Linked DNA regions of Arabidopsis thaliana: region 2 is linked to region 1. A link is a contact called in public ChIA-PET data. All regions are on one chromosome and are shown on one strand. The core of a region is the stretch at or near the end of the contact, and the rest is flanking DNA. Distances in the headings are between cores, read along the strand shown.

The links. ChIA-PET counts read pairs in DNA pulled down with a chosen protein or histone mark.
Region 2: an H3K4me3 ChIA-PET map of shoot shows a contact between it and region 1, with 11 read pairs. The contact joins the promoter of AT2G44500 here to the promoter of EML4 in region 1. A contact is called at or near these places in 2 of 26 Hi-C or Micro-C datasets (callus and rosette leaf) and 1 of 2 datasets of contacts at active chromatin or transcription factors (shoot).

What each region holds. Positions count from the first base shown.
Region 1 is chr2:18,335,052-18,342,545 of TAIR10.1, forward strand. It overlaps EML4 (Emsy N Terminus (ENT) domain-containing protein), which reads right to left and starts at 4,224. Exons shown (of 10, transcript NM_130007.4): 1 at 3,872-4,224; 2 at 3,374-3,600; 3 at 3,187-3,296; 4 at 2,846-3,095; 5 at 2,549-2,770; 6 at 2,383-2,451; 7 at 2,043-2,273; 8 at 1,903-1,971; 9 at 1,742-1,805; 10 at 1,349-1,589. The coding sequence starts at 3,899. The coding sequence ends at 1,570. AT2G44430 (DNA-binding bromodomain-containing protein) reads left to right here. Exons shown (of 3, transcript NM_130006.3): 3 at 179-1,313. The coding sequence ends at 1,114. It overlaps BGLU15 (beta glucosidase 15), which reads left to right and starts at 5,551. Exons shown (of 12, transcript NM_130008.3): 1 at 5,551-6,064; 2 at 6,150-6,219; 3 at 6,464-6,522; 4 at 6,607-6,682; 5 at 6,788-6,865; 6 at 7,074-7,161; 7 at 7,240-7,494. The coding sequence starts at 5,915.
Region 2 is chr2:18,371,141-18,378,634 of TAIR10.1, forward strand. It overlaps AT2G44500 (O-fucosyltransferase family protein), which reads left to right and starts at 3,022. Exons shown (of 4, transcript NM_130013.4): 1 at 3,022-3,980; 2 at 4,074-4,242; 3 at 4,338-4,711; 4 at 4,791-5,659. The coding sequence starts at 3,307. The coding sequence ends at 5,295. AT2G44510 (CDK inhibitor P21 binding protein) reads left to right here and starts at 5,908. Exons shown (of 9, transcript NM_130014.4): 1 at 5,908-6,086; 2 at 6,271-6,424; 3 at 6,507-6,589; 4 at 6,678-6,902; 5 at 7,024-7,233; 6 at 7,322-7,387; 7 at 7,469-7,494. The coding sequence starts at 6,271.

The sequences.
Region 1 (7,494 bases), core at 2,974-5,473:
CACTTTTTTCGTGGTCACCGTTGTCGTTTTGGTCACTCAATCCAGTCCACGTGGCAGAGTCTTGGTGTAGCATGGCTTTATCGTGTCTTCCCGCTAACTTTTTATTTATTTTGGGCTTTTAGTTGGTACTAATGGGCCTATATTTGTAACTTACGTTTATAAATCCATTAAAACGCAGGAGGCTAAGGATTACAAGAGCATGGTTAAGCAACATTTGGACATTGAGACAATACAGAGAAAGTTGAAGCAAGGATCTTATGATTCTTCAAGCCTCATTTTTTACAGAGATCTACAGCTTCTCTTCACAAACGCAATTGTCTTCTTTCCTTTATCTTCCTCAGAATCGATGGCAGCTCACGAACTACGAGCTGTTGTTTCTCAAGAAATGAGAAAAGAGACCGGAAAAGCTGGCCCCAGGTTAATAAAACAGGAAGCATCCGGTATGCGTAGTGGCAAAGCGGATGCTGAAACATCAGACTCGTCTCTCTCTAGGCAGAAATCTTCAGGTCCTCTTGTCGTTTGTAAGAAGAGGCGTTCTGTTTCCGCTAAGGCTTCTCCTTCGTCATCAAGCTTTAGCCAAAAAGATGATACGAAAGAAGAGACATTATCAGAGGAAAAAGACAACATTGCGACTGGTGTAAGAAGCTCGAGAAGGGCAAACAAAGTGGCTGCGGTTGTCGCTAATAATACCAAGACGGGCAAAGGCAGGAACAAACAGAAACAGACAGAGTCGAAAACAAATTCGTCGAATGATAATAGTAGTAAACAAGACACAGGTAAAACAGAGAAGAAAACGGTTTCAGCAGATAAAAAGAAGAGTGTGGCTGATTTCTTGAAGAGATTAAAGAAGAACTCTCCGCAAAAAGAAGCTAAAGATCAGAATAAGAGCGGTGGAAATGTTAAGAAAGATAGTAAAACAAAACCAAGAGAACTTAGAAGTAGCAGTGTGGGTAAAAAGAAGGCCGAGGTAGAGAATACTCCGGTGAAAAGAGCCCCCGGGAGACCGCAGAAGAAAACAGCAGAGGCAACTGCATCTGCCTCAGGAAAACGGGGTAGGGATACAGGAAGCACGGGGAAGGACAATAAACAGCCAAAGAAAAGAATCAGAAAATGACAATTCAAAACATGTTTGCCCCTTTAGTGGCATTTCTTAAGAGCTCAAGTTATTGTATATGCTTTGGAGTTTTTTTTTTAATCTTAATTCTAACATTAGAAGTCCTATTCTCATAGTTATGGATTAGAGAAAGTGTATTTTGGCTTGCTGTCATCAGTAATATTCATTCCTTCTTTTCTGTTATATTTTGCTCATTTCCACCATTTTCGAGTCCCTGCAAAAGCTAGAGCTACAGTGACAATATACCCAAACTATTCCATTGAACATATATATCCAACAAAACGGAGATCCAGGTTGAGCTAATCTCTAGTGTCAGCAAAAATTACAGTCAGATACCCAAGAAAAGGGTAACATCAAAGAAGTTGAGACTCTGACCTTCGATCTCTTCTTCACTGACTCCTCATGGACCACACATTGCACTGTGCCTTGGCAAAATTGCTTGATTCAAACATAAGCTACCGACGAAATGCACCTTCTGCACAAAGAACAGAGAACGAGAATTTTAGTGAATGTATTTGATTTGAAATTATAAGCATTTCGTCTTTGTTTGCTCAAATGGAGGAATATCACTGAGGATATAGGGCCTCGGATATGGTAAATGCTTGATATATCAGACTAAAAACTTGCCGTTTTCTCCATCGGAAATATCTCCAAGCTTTGCAATTGCGCCCACAAGTGCATGCTCGTGCTCCTGGATTAAAGGTAATAATAGAGCATCTAAGACTTCTGTATATATAAATCAAAACTATGTACAAAAGGATCTTTGTTGTTGAAGAGATCAATCAAACCTCCAAAACTCTCTTAGCCCTTTCAACTTCGTAAGGATCTGGATTGTGTGAACGAAGAACTCTCTCCACCTATCAGATACCATCATCATTTTGAGATATATCGTGCTGCAAAACTAACCTTGTAAATAATTGATACCAACCTCTCTGATTAGGACATCTGTTTGGCGGATTCGTATATCGAGATGTTTCTTTTTTCCAGTTCCATTCTGTGATGTTCTGAAACCCTTTCTGATAGTGTTCTTCTCCAAACCGCTTCCTCGTTGTGGAACACAGTTGGGTCCGGTAGTTCTATTCAGTCCATGACCTTGTCCATTATATCGATTACCAAGCCCAGGATCCTCTCCTATCCACTCTATATCCCCAGGAGATATCTGTTAAAGAATTTGAGATCTTGATTAAAAACGAACAAAGAATCGTTGACCAAAGTTTAGAACATTCTCCCCACAAGTTTCAGCAGACTTCTGATCAAAAAGTAATTACCTCTGAGAGTCTAACCCATTCCCATGTCTCAGAAGGTGTTGCAATGTCATAAACTAAAGCATGACGACCCTAAAATTCAAGATTAAACGATATTTAAGTAAGTTCAAGAATCTTCTTATTTTATAAGAAAAACTGAAACTGAATGCCAACTAACGAAGCCACACACCTCAACTGGATTATACTGGGTAATGATAGCGTCGTAAAATGTATTGTCCTCAGGCCACTTTGTTCTAACTCTTCTTCCTAAAAAAGATTCAGGATCGATTCCGTTTGTGGGTTCACTTGAACTGGCAGGAACAGATGGTAATCTGTTCATGACTTGTCCTCGTGGAGGTTGATCTGAAGGATGGTATGGGGCATGTTTTGTGGAAGACGAGCCAGGAAAAACCTAGAAACAGAAGTAACTTGTAAGAAGATGATTTATGACTAAAAAACATTCCAATATTCTGAGTTTTTGACTCACTGGTTTGTGTTTTTTGCCCTTGACAATAGGAACAGGTCCTCGTTTAGCTGTCGATGAAGCAAACGGGTGAGTGGGATCAGCTTGAGGATGAAAAGAAGGTGAAGAACTAGCGAATGGTTGAGAAGGAATTGGCTGGTTTGGTTTGTGCGTCTTCATAGAAGCTGAAACAGAAGGGCTTGGCAATGTATCGTGAACCACTTGAGCAGCATTGCGCATACTTGGCTGCATTCCTCCAGATTGTCTCCATTCCCTAATAACCGAAAAAGCATTTGTTATTGATAGGAAAAGAGAAGAAGCTTTTCACTTGCTCATCGGATAAATGCTCAGATTTAAGATCTTGCCTTATCCTTCGTATTGTATCATCTGAGTTAACACGGCCTAGAAGCTCTCTATGCTCCTCATTCGATAAACTCAACTCTTTACGTAATTCAGTTATGACACTTTCTTTTTCCTGAACATAAAATACATGTTATTCCACCTAACCAGACACTAACACAACAAGAGAAATCAAAGTAGATCAAAAAATACCCATGAAATAGCATCTCCTTGGGCTTTAAAGGCTCTTAAAACAGAGATATATGCTTCCTTCTCAATCTGGTGAATCTGAGCTTCCATATCCGCAGCAAGATCATCATACATCTTTGGGTAAGATGGCGGAAGATTCAAAGGTCTTCCATTACCAGCCACGCGTCCTCCTCTTCCTCCTCCTCCTCCTCGTGGAACTCTATGCGACGGTGGCAGATCATCATCAGTTCCTGAATACACCACCGGTAAAATCAATCAATGTTGCATTCTCAATAATCAAACCTTTGTGAATCAATCATTACCACACATTACATTCAAAAGGTTTCAGCTTAAATCAAGAAACAGCAAGATCCAAAATTTCAACTAAAAACACCAATCCACCAAAATAACACAATGTATAACAGTAATCGCACGGAGAAATCCCAAAAGTTGTGAAAACCCTAATTTTCAGTGACTGATAGAGAAGGCGAGAGAAATTCTACACAGTTTTCGGGAACTAACCACTGCTATCAGACGATTTGCAGTCCATGACGAAGCTTAAATCAAGAGACGAATCTCGAAGATGAAAATTGGAGAAGCTAGACGAAGAATCAAGCACAATTTGCCAAGGTTGATTTCAATTTGACTTAGAAGAGGACTCGATTTTTGGTTTTGAGCTCAATTTTGTACTTTGTCGAGCTGCTATAAGAAAGAAGCGACGGATCAATTTCTTGCTCCGGTAACAAATCTGAGCTTCACTATAAGTGATTCAGCTTAAAAGATTACAGATTTTGCCTAAAGCTCATTATTTGCCAAAATTAGAAGAACTCAGACGAAATTTAATTTTATAAGAACAAAAGTAAACAAATTTGTTGAGAAAATAAATTTTCGTAGATTCATTCTCATTAAAATTATCAAAATAGTTACGAGGGAAATAAAACACCGTCGTTTCGTCCCCAGCCACGTGTTCACGTAGAGATTTAAAAATAAAAAATAAACTGAAAATTAGATATATCACAAAACCCCGAAGCTGTGTAAAGCCTTACCCAAGCCCATTAGTTTTATAAGTAGGCCCAACTATTTGTATGTTAAATTGATAAACAAACGTATGTTATTGCTTCGATGTGTTCAAGTAAGTAAAATACAACAACGTACGTTAGTACGGTAAAGAAAGAGTTCAATTTTGATGGATCCTCTAATTCTTTTTTTATATTATTTGTTATTCTTCAAATTTGTTGAAGTGCAATAGCTCACCAAAGATACTACGAGTCTACGATAAAGAAAGAGTTCAATTTTGATGGATCCTCTATTTTTTTTTTTTTCTTCCAATGATTCTATGTCACATTGTAATTCTACCTAAGCCTGCATGCTTATGTAAATTGTAATCACGAGGAAAATCAGTTTTAGAAACGAGCAAAACCTCACTCGTATACTTTTAGTTTACGCGGTGTCTCCGAAGACGATCGATTCTAATTATAATCGGCATTACATTGTTGATATATGGAAGGTTCTTCAATGAACAGTGTGAGTTTCCTAAGAAACAGCTAAACAGTTATCGGTGATCGCTAAAACCTTTCACAGTTTGATAAAGTTTTCTCCTGCTCTAGTTTAATTTCATCAATTTTGGAATAAATTTTATTTAAATTATTTTTGGCTTACAAATAAATTTGTATTGGACTGTTCTTGTAAAAATTAAAACTTTTGTAATGAATAGTTGTTAAATATAAATATTTTGATAGTTAAATTATTACTAACTATTAAGAATTTAGTCCATATTTAATTTAATATGAACTAAATTCTTTGTTTTTGATCAAAAAACTTATAAAATTAAACGTGGAAAAAGATCCGATCCTCTCAAACCAAAACAATGACTTGGTTCGTCACATTGAAAATCAAAGAGAGTGTTAATTAATTTATTAAATATATCATGTTAGGTTTGATAAATAAAATTGTTATTCTGACCGACAGTCCAAATCCCAAACGCGTTCCAGACTACACCAACCTGTGAAAATAAACGTTTAAAAAAGAAAGAAAGACTCAAAGAAGTAAAACAAAAGTAATTAATTAAAATTTGAAATAGTAGCCGTTACAAGAAACTTGTCGATATTTGTATCAAAAGACGTTTTTACACAAAATGACGAAAACTGGACTTATCAATAAAACTAACACGTCTTCACGTTTCCTTGAGAAATTAGCACATCTAAGTAAATGTCTACACGACGTGCAATGATGCTTTTCTTTCTCTAATTTTTTCTTTTTAATAATGACTCAGCTACTTTAGATTTATTTTTGAAAAAATTCACTCACGTTTTATCATTCTTTTCCTATTTTGATATAACTTGATAAGGTCATTTTTGAATTTTCCGTTTACTAATTAAGAAAATTAGAATATTTTATCATACTCTCTTTCTCTTTCCCTCTATCAGATCATCTTTCTCAAATAGCTCTATTTAGATATTCACATACATATCCAGTTGTGATTCTCTTCCTTATATAAACCTCCACTTAACTCATCTTCTTAAAAACAAAACTAAGATTGAATAATCATAAAGAAGAAAACTAAGAATGAGAGGTAATTATCTTTCTTTGCTAGTAGTGCTCATTGTCTTGGCCTCCAATGATGTTCTTGCCAACAACAACTCTTCAACACCTAAATTAAGAAGAAGTGATTTTCCTGAAGATTTCATTTTTGGATCTGCAACATCTGCTTACCAGGTACTTTTTAGTTAGTTTTCTTACAAAAAAAAAGGTCCGATCACTGGTTAGAGAATTTATGGGTTTTTTTAAAAATACTTGGTAGGTCGAAGGAGGTGCTCATGAAGATGGTAGAGGACCTAGTATCTGGGATACCTTCTCTGAGAAATATCCAGGTTTTTATTTCTAATCTCATTGTTTTTTAATGATCTAAATATGAGTGTTTAAATTCAAGATCCGTGAATTTAGTCTAGACGTATATTTGTGAATCTGTTCATATGAAAAATGGATTGATCACTGGAGAAAGGATGAGATTTGGAAAAATAAGTAAAATGTTAGTTTTTGATTGCTCTGTTTTTGATTCTTCAATGAGATTATAGTTAATAAAGCTGGAATTAATGCTTTATTTTAATTTTCCAGAGAAGATAAAGGATGGTAGCAATGGGTCTGTTGCAGATAACTCTTACCATCTTTACAAGGTTATTTTCCATTATTTCCATTGGCTACATAACCAGTCACATTCTTTGATTATCATTATTAAGAAGAAAAAAAAAACGTTGCAGGAAGATGTGGCGTTATTGCATCAAATTGGGTTTAATGCATACAGATTCTCAATCTCATGGTCGAGGATCTTGCCTCGTAAGTTATCTAAACGTTTTATCTTCTTCTTCTTTGAAGATTATTCACACATGAAAATTGTGTTTCTCACTTAGTGCCAAAATTTACGAGTTTTTTCTTGTTTAGGTGGGAATCTAAAAGGAGGAATCAACCAGGCTGGTATTGACTATTACAACAACTTGATCAATGAACTTTTGTCCAAAGGTAAAAGACATAATCTAATACAAGCTAAAGTAACGCTCTCTGTTTCATATGACTTTAAATTAAGCTTTTAGTATTAAAAAAAAGGGACGAAAACATTCTAAAAAGTAAGCTTAACACAAATTCGATCTGATTTATACTAAATCATTTTTCTTCCACCCTTCAAATTAGGATACATGCACTACAGTAATTCTTATGTAATTGTTTACAGGAATTAAGCCTTTTGCAACCATGTTCCATTGGGACACACCACAAGCCCTTGAAGATGCTTATGGTGGATTCCGTGGTGCCGAGATTGTGTAAGTCCTCAACCTTAGTAGCCATTACAATTAACAGGACAGATCAGACTAATTTTATTTTGTTGTGTAATGAAATAGGAACGATTTCCGCGATTATGCGGATATTTGCTTCAAGAATTTTGGAGATAGAGTGAAGCATTGGATGACATTGAACGAGCCATTGACAGTGGTGCAACAAGGGTATGTTGCAGGTGTAATGGCTCCAGGAAGATGCTCCAAATTCACAAACCCTAATTGCACAGATGGAAATGGAGCCACCGAGCCTTATATCGTTGGTCACAACCTCATCCTTTCTCACGGAGCCGCCGTCCAAGTCTACAGAGAAAAATACAA
Region 2 (7,494 bases), core at 1,772-4,271, 35 kb after region 1:
AGACATACTATTGAACATTAGTTTAATTACTTATTACATATGGTTAAATTATTCCTAATTACATATAATATGGCATATATAGTTTTCGTCTATTTTGATGCACGCATGTCCAACTTCAATACCGTCGAAGAGGGATAAGAAAATTCTTAAAATTATTGAGCAAGTTCTTGATATTCTTCCGTTTTATTTCTTTTTGGTCCATATTCTTATCAGGAAAACAAATACTATGCACTAATAAATTTCTGTGTGTATTTATTGAATTTGAAAACGGCACAAAGGGGGAACATGAAGGCAGATCTACAGTCGCACATGAAATGGAGATTAAACAAATAATCTTACGGTAAGATTCGCATTTTGTTCTAACTCGAGGAAGTGGTGCAACGTGATGACATTCTAAAACTCCACTAATCCAATGGTTCCCTAAAATTCCGACGAATATTAAATAACGTAATATTCTATGAATAAGTCTAATTTTGTTTTTGCATCAACTTCGAATAATGTCATTTGGATAAGGACGAAGCATGTACTCGTCATTCGTCTGCGTCCATCACAAGCTAAATACTAAACCAAAATTATTGATCATATTATTGGTTGCTCCATTTTCATTCCCTTATATATGCTGTTGTTCCTATATATACCGGAATCCGTATATCTCAATACTACATCGCTAGATCAACACAACAATTATTTCCATATTATCATCCTCAAAGTTTGAGCATCTGAATTTCACAATCAGACCCAAGAAACAGCTACTTATTACTTGAGTCGATACAGAATCAAAACATATATTCATTTTGATCTATAGTATGAGATACTTATAAGAATATAAGTAATTACTTAGATAATTTTTTTTACTTATTCCTCCAGGACTCCATCCACTAACTGGTCTAATTGGGTAGGTACATGATTTTCATTACTATTGTAATCATTAATGGTCATTATTAACTAGGTCAGCGTCTCTGTATGATACAAATGTATATTCTTATTGTTAAAAATGCAGTATTAACTTAACATTGATACCAAAAATAAATTAAAAAATGTAGTATTAACTTTGCAGTATTTATAGATATATTTAAATGGATAGTCAGACACTAAATAAGGACAGACAGATCTAGCAAGGCCAAACGATATTAAACCCCATTTTATCTGATTTAATTAATTAAATATCATTTTCGGTAACCAACCAGAATATTCAAGTCCACACGAAATACATAATACTATTGTATACTTGAACTCTTCAAACTTCTACGTCATATGATGTTCACAAGTTTCTAATTTAGAATATTCAAAACAGCTTTGGACTCATTTTTTTCTTGTAGAGTCGGTACATACGCAATAACCACATTTAGTCATTAGATTCAATTATCTATGTTTTATTTCGCTTTCAAAAGTTTAGTAGTGTAGAAATTTGTCCATTGTACCATAATGTAATTGAGGTAGAACAATAGAACATGAAATCATTTAACAAAAACAAAATCGAATATTATAGTCACGAATAAAAAATAACTCGCATCAATCTCTATGTTTGGTTAATAAGAATATTGGACAGTGAAAAGTCGTACTTTAATTTTTCCCATAATTCGACGTGAGACATGTGAGTGGCCGCAGGGAGACACGTGGCGGTTAATAAGACGTTAGACTGACCTGACGTGGACGAGAATACCGATGTGTCAAGTGGATTCCAGCTGGCAGCCACTTGGATAAAGAGAGTTGGATATAACTTGTAATGTAATTCAACACAAAAAAAAAAAAAAACAAATTCTAAGAAATTACCTTAATAACATATGACCAAGCTTACTTTTTTTGTAAGATGTCATAATAAGTCTTCTTTTAATGCCCCATTTAATTTCCCTCTTAAGATGAAGAAAAAATTATATCTTACTCTATAGTTAAAATATAGAACTCACTCTCTGGTCTCTACCAAAAAAAAATAATATATATATATATATGTATATATATATATATATATATATATATATAAAACTCACTTGTAGATAATAACTTGTTGACCAAACTTACATAATTCTATAATATTATAGCAATCATTTCTTTAGGGTATATTCGAGGAGCCAAAGGAAATGTTTGATATTTTATAATATAATTGAAATTAATTACTAATTGTTTTTAGGTATAGGGCTTATTAGGAGAAGTGTATTCACAGGCTGTCGTGTGAGCTTTATTTAGCTTTTGTTCTTCGAATGATGCAAATAAACAGCTGGCCGTATCACAACAAGACACTGTCATCGTTGTTGGTGTACGCAAAGGATGGATATACACATTTTTGTGTTTCTATTCGTAATTATGGTTTGTGTAATTTTTGAACTTTCACAAATTGACATCAATAAATTGGTCTCTTTCGGACATATTTTATATTATTTGAAATGAAAAGTGATTGGGGTTCTCCTTTTTTCTTATTCTACTATATCATAACATAGCATTAATTTTTGTTGTTGTTAAAACTCATATTAAAATTATGCGACAAGTAATCTAATTAATTTTAAAACTTTGATTCTATTTAGAAATTTATCATAAAACCCAAAATTTAATCATCTAAAAAACTAAAACATAGAACAAACAAATACATAGCCAGTCTTTGGCTATAAGCCATGGCAACCAATTCGTTTGGTAATTTGTCATCTTCTAAGTTTGAAGAAACTGCAAATTATTCAAAAAATATTGTTTGACAAAAAGACGAGTGTATCATCATTCCCATTCATTACCTCATAAATATTTGAAGCACATTTTTCTACATATTATTTTGTTTCTACTTAAAGCATGTTTAATTGAATAGACTTTGATATCCAGTATGGCTCATTATTCATATGCCGAAATGAATTCAAAACTTATTGATGGACCTACCAAAAACTCCCAATGACTTTATCATAAGGTTCATAACACACACAAAAAAACGCATTTTTGTGGTCTCTTCTCTTAATCACAGATTTTTTTTTCTTAAAAAAACTTTCTCTAATCAAAGTTAAAGAAAAGAAATTACAGTCAAAACAATTAAATTAGTATTTTAATTAACAAAACAGTTAAACAAATTCAAAATAAAAACTGCCATGTGGTCTCTTTCTTCTCTGTTTCTCTCTCCCTTCCTTTAAGAACGCGTTTGCAGACTTTGATCAGACTTCGCGTTCCCGCCGCCCATCTCCCTCTCTCTCTCTTTTTCTCTCTCACACGTTTCTTTTTTGTCTCTCTCCCTGATTCATCGCCGTAGCTGTGTGACCGAACATTGCTGCGAGTTCCTCAAAACCCAAATCTTTCTTCCTCAAAGACTCTGTTTTTTCTTTCTTCCTTTCTTCAATGGCGTTATCGAAAAACAGTAACAGTAACAGCTTTAACAAGAAGAAAGTTTCGTATATCTCAGTCCCTTCTCAGATCATAAACTCTTTATCATCTTCCTCATTACAATCTCTTCTTGTTTCTCCCAAGAAATCATCAAGAAGCACCAACAGATTCAGCTTCTCTTATAGGAACCCTAGAATCTGGTTCTTTACTCTCTTCCTCGTCTCACTCTTTGGAATGTTGAAACTCGGTTTCAACGTTGACCCAATCTCTCTCCCTTTCTCACGTTACCCTTGTTCAACGACCCAACAACCACTAAGCTTCGACGGAGAACAAAACGCTGCATCCCATCTTGGTTTGGCTCAAGAGCCGATTTTGTCTACTGGGTCATCGAATTCGAATGCGATTATACAATTAAACGGTGGAAAGAACGAGACTTTGTTAACGGAAGGTGATTTCTGGAAGCAACCTGATGGGTTAGGGTTTAAGCCCTGTTTGGGATTTACAAGTCAATATAGAAAAGATAGCAATTCGATTTTGAAGAACAGATGGAAGTATTTGCTTGTTGTTGTCTCTGGTGGGATGAATCAGCAAAGGAATCAGATTGTTGATGCTGTTGTGATCGCTAGGATCCTTGGAGCTTCTTTAGTTGTTCCTGTTTTGCAGGTTAATGTCATTTGGGGAGACGAAAGGTATAAACTTTAAACTCATTATAATCTCTTAAAGAAGAAAGTAATAAGATTGTGACATTGTTGATCTAATTGTTTGTTTTGTTGCAATTTTAGTGAATTTGCGGATATATTCGATTTGGAGCATTTCAAGGATGTTTTAGCAGATGATGTTCATATAGTTTCGTCTTTACCTTCTACACATGTTATGACGAGACCTGTTGAAGAGAAGAGGACTCCACTTCATGCTTCTCCTCAATGGATTCGTGCTCATTATCTTAAGCGAGTAAGATTTCTTACCAAAACAATACCATTTTGAAGTGTTTCTTTGTTTGACTAGATTGAGCTAATAATAGTGTTTTATTTCCTCTGTTTTTGCAGATTAACAGAGAAAGAGTTTTACTTCTCCGTGGACTCGATTCAAGACTCTCCAAAGACCTCCCTTCAGATCTTCAGAAACTCCGATGCAAGGTTGCTTTCCAAGCGCTTAGATTTTCTCCGAGGATTCTTGAACTCGGTAATAAACTAGCTTCAAGAATGCGTAACCAAGGACAGTATCTCTCACTTCATCTAAGAATGGAGAAAGATGTTTGGGTTAGAACTGGTTGTCTCCCTGGTTTAACTCCCGAGTACGATGAAATAGTCAACAGCGAAAGAGAACGACACCCTGAGCTTCTTACCGGTAGATCAAACATGACTTATCACGAGAGAAAACTTGCCGGTTTATGCCCTTTAACTGCTCTAGAAGTCACAAGGTATTATACCAACTCTATGAACAAATCCTTTTGCTTATGTTTTTTCAAGTAATACTAACATTTTGTTGTCATTCTACAGGCTGCTTAAAGCATTAGAAGCTCCAAAGGATGCGAGAATCTATTGGGCAGGAGGAGAGCCTCTAGGAGGAAAAGAGGTTTTGGAGCCACTAACTAAAGAATTCCCTCAGTTCTACAACAAGCACGATCTTGCTTTACCTGGCGAGCTTGAACCATTTGCCAACAAAGCTTCGGTTATGGCTGCTATAGACTACATTGTCTGCGAAAAGAGCGATGTTTTCATACCGTCTCATGGAGGAAATATGGGACACGCGTTACAAGGGCAAAGAGCTTACGCTGGTCACAAGAAATACATCACTCCTAATAAGAGACAGATGCTTCCTTATTTCATGAACTCGTCGCTTCCTGAATCGGATTTTAACAGAATTGTGAAAGATCTTCATCGAGAATCGCTAGGACAGCCGGAGTTGAGAATGAGCAAAGCTGGTAAAGATGTTACAAAACATCCTGTTCCAGAGTGTATGTGCTCGGATAGACAACAACAAGAACAACAGTCCGATGCTTAAGCCTTGAAGGACATTTTGGACATTATTTGGTGCGCGGAAAATGAAGAAGACGCCGATTTTTTCCCGATCACCCGGAAGATTGATTGAGGAAGACGATTCATGGTGGTTCGTGCGATATTCTTTTAGTTCGGGTTTTAATCTGATCATTTTTTCAAAATCTTTTGGAGTAAATATATATTCGTTTCAACTGAGGTTATTTTTTTCTTACATGTTTTTACGATATACGTGAGAAGTAGAATAGTGAGGTTATAAGATATGATTCTTTGATTCGATTTATTTGGGCTGTAATTATATATTACAGAGTTTGTATACGGTTCTAGTTGTACTTGTACTATAAATAAAGCAACAGTTAATCATCTCCTCCAACTCTGTTATTTTGTTGAAATTCACCTAACCATAGGTTTACATATTCACAAAACTACAAATGTGAGTGAAGTAGCTAAATCATGAATATTTCAGCTACAAACATATTATAACTCATATTCAATTGGTCGACAAAAGATGAGACAATATGCTGATGAAGACATAAAAGACGACGTCGCGTTGTGTCTGTTTGGTTTGATGATTAAACGACGGCGTTTTAATTAGGGCTTCGTTTAGTTACAAAACGACGCAGTTTGCTTTCTTCACGCTCATAGATTGAAGTCTCGCGAACAGTCTTGTTGGGTTTTGGGTTTTGAGAGACAGAGAGGTTTTGGCTTCCGGGTCGTTAGTGTTTGATCATCTTCGTATCTCAGAAGGGTGAACTTTGTTGTTTTGGCTTTTGCGTACTGTTGAATCAGCTTTTCCAGGTTTGGTTTCGTTTTCTGGTTTTTGATTAGAGAACTTAAATTAAGGACCTTTAATCGTTTTATGGTGTGCTTCCAATTCTTTGTTAACAGTTCCGTGAACTCAATTCATAGAGCTAGTCTGATTATATCTTAGGTTTTAGTGAATTAGTCTGAATATTAATCAGCTGTGAATTGAATGAAACAGATGCCTCGAAGACCATCATCAGGAAGAAGAGTGTTAAAGCATCAGCCTTTAACATTTTCACCGTTTATGCGGTTACTTTCCTTTGCTTCAATGGCTAGGCGTGATTTGTCTCATCCTGAAGATTGTCAATGTTCTGATGAAGATATATCTTTTGGTGAGTAAACCACTTAGATTGATTGAGACTTTTCTTTTCACAAACATTGTAATTATAGTGATGTATCATTCTCATTTTGTAGATGAAAAGCAAAAGATCCCTAATTTACCAAGAAAAGGGAAAGAAGAACAAGTCTCGGACTCGTCTGATGAAGAAGATTCTCAGGTAAGGGATTAATTTACTCTTCTTCTGTTGGTTTTGTAGATGAAAAAGATCAGAAATTCGTCTTTTATTCAATGCTTGATCTTTGTAGGAAGATGTCCAAGCAGACTTTGAGTTCTTTGATCCTAAACCTACAGACTTTCATGGTGTTAAGATCCTGTTACAAAACTATCTCGATGACAAGGAGTGGGATTTGAGCAGTTTTGTTGATTGCATATTGGAGCAAACAACTGTAGGAACTGTTGTGAAAGTAGCTGATGATGAGGATGAGTCAGTATTTGCTCTTGTCACTGCTCTTAACATGGCAAGAGATAAGGCAAGTCACTAGAAAACTCACTCGATACATGCTTTGTTCTTACAGGAAACTTGGTGTTTGATTTTGTTACGCTTGTTGAAGTAATTCTAATCATAGAATGTGTTTGTTGGCATTTGTTCAGGACAACAAGTGTTTTAGAGAGTTAAAAGAGTTTCTTCGTAAAGTTTGTTCTGAAAAGAATATAGCGAATAATCTAGAAATGCTCTTAGAGAAAAAGGCACAAGATGTTGGTTTATTGGTATCTCAAAGAGTGATGAATCTTCCTCCACAACTTCTTCCTCCACTTTATGATGGATTGTTCGATGAAGTCTCATGGGCAATCGAAGATGAGGTTCGATCTTGTAAACTAAACTTATATGTAACTTTTTATGAACAATACAAATATAACAGTTTTAAAGTTTTTTTGTTTGTTCATATAGCCTACAGAAAAGCTTCGAAGATCATTCCGTTTTAAGTCATATCTTCTAGTTACCAAGATTTACAAGGTAATTTTTGTGTTATGCTAAGGTTTTATATTGTCTAGCCTTTTTGTTTTAACAATATGATATGTATTCTTGGTTATATAGCTGAAGAATCCTAAGCAGAGAAAACC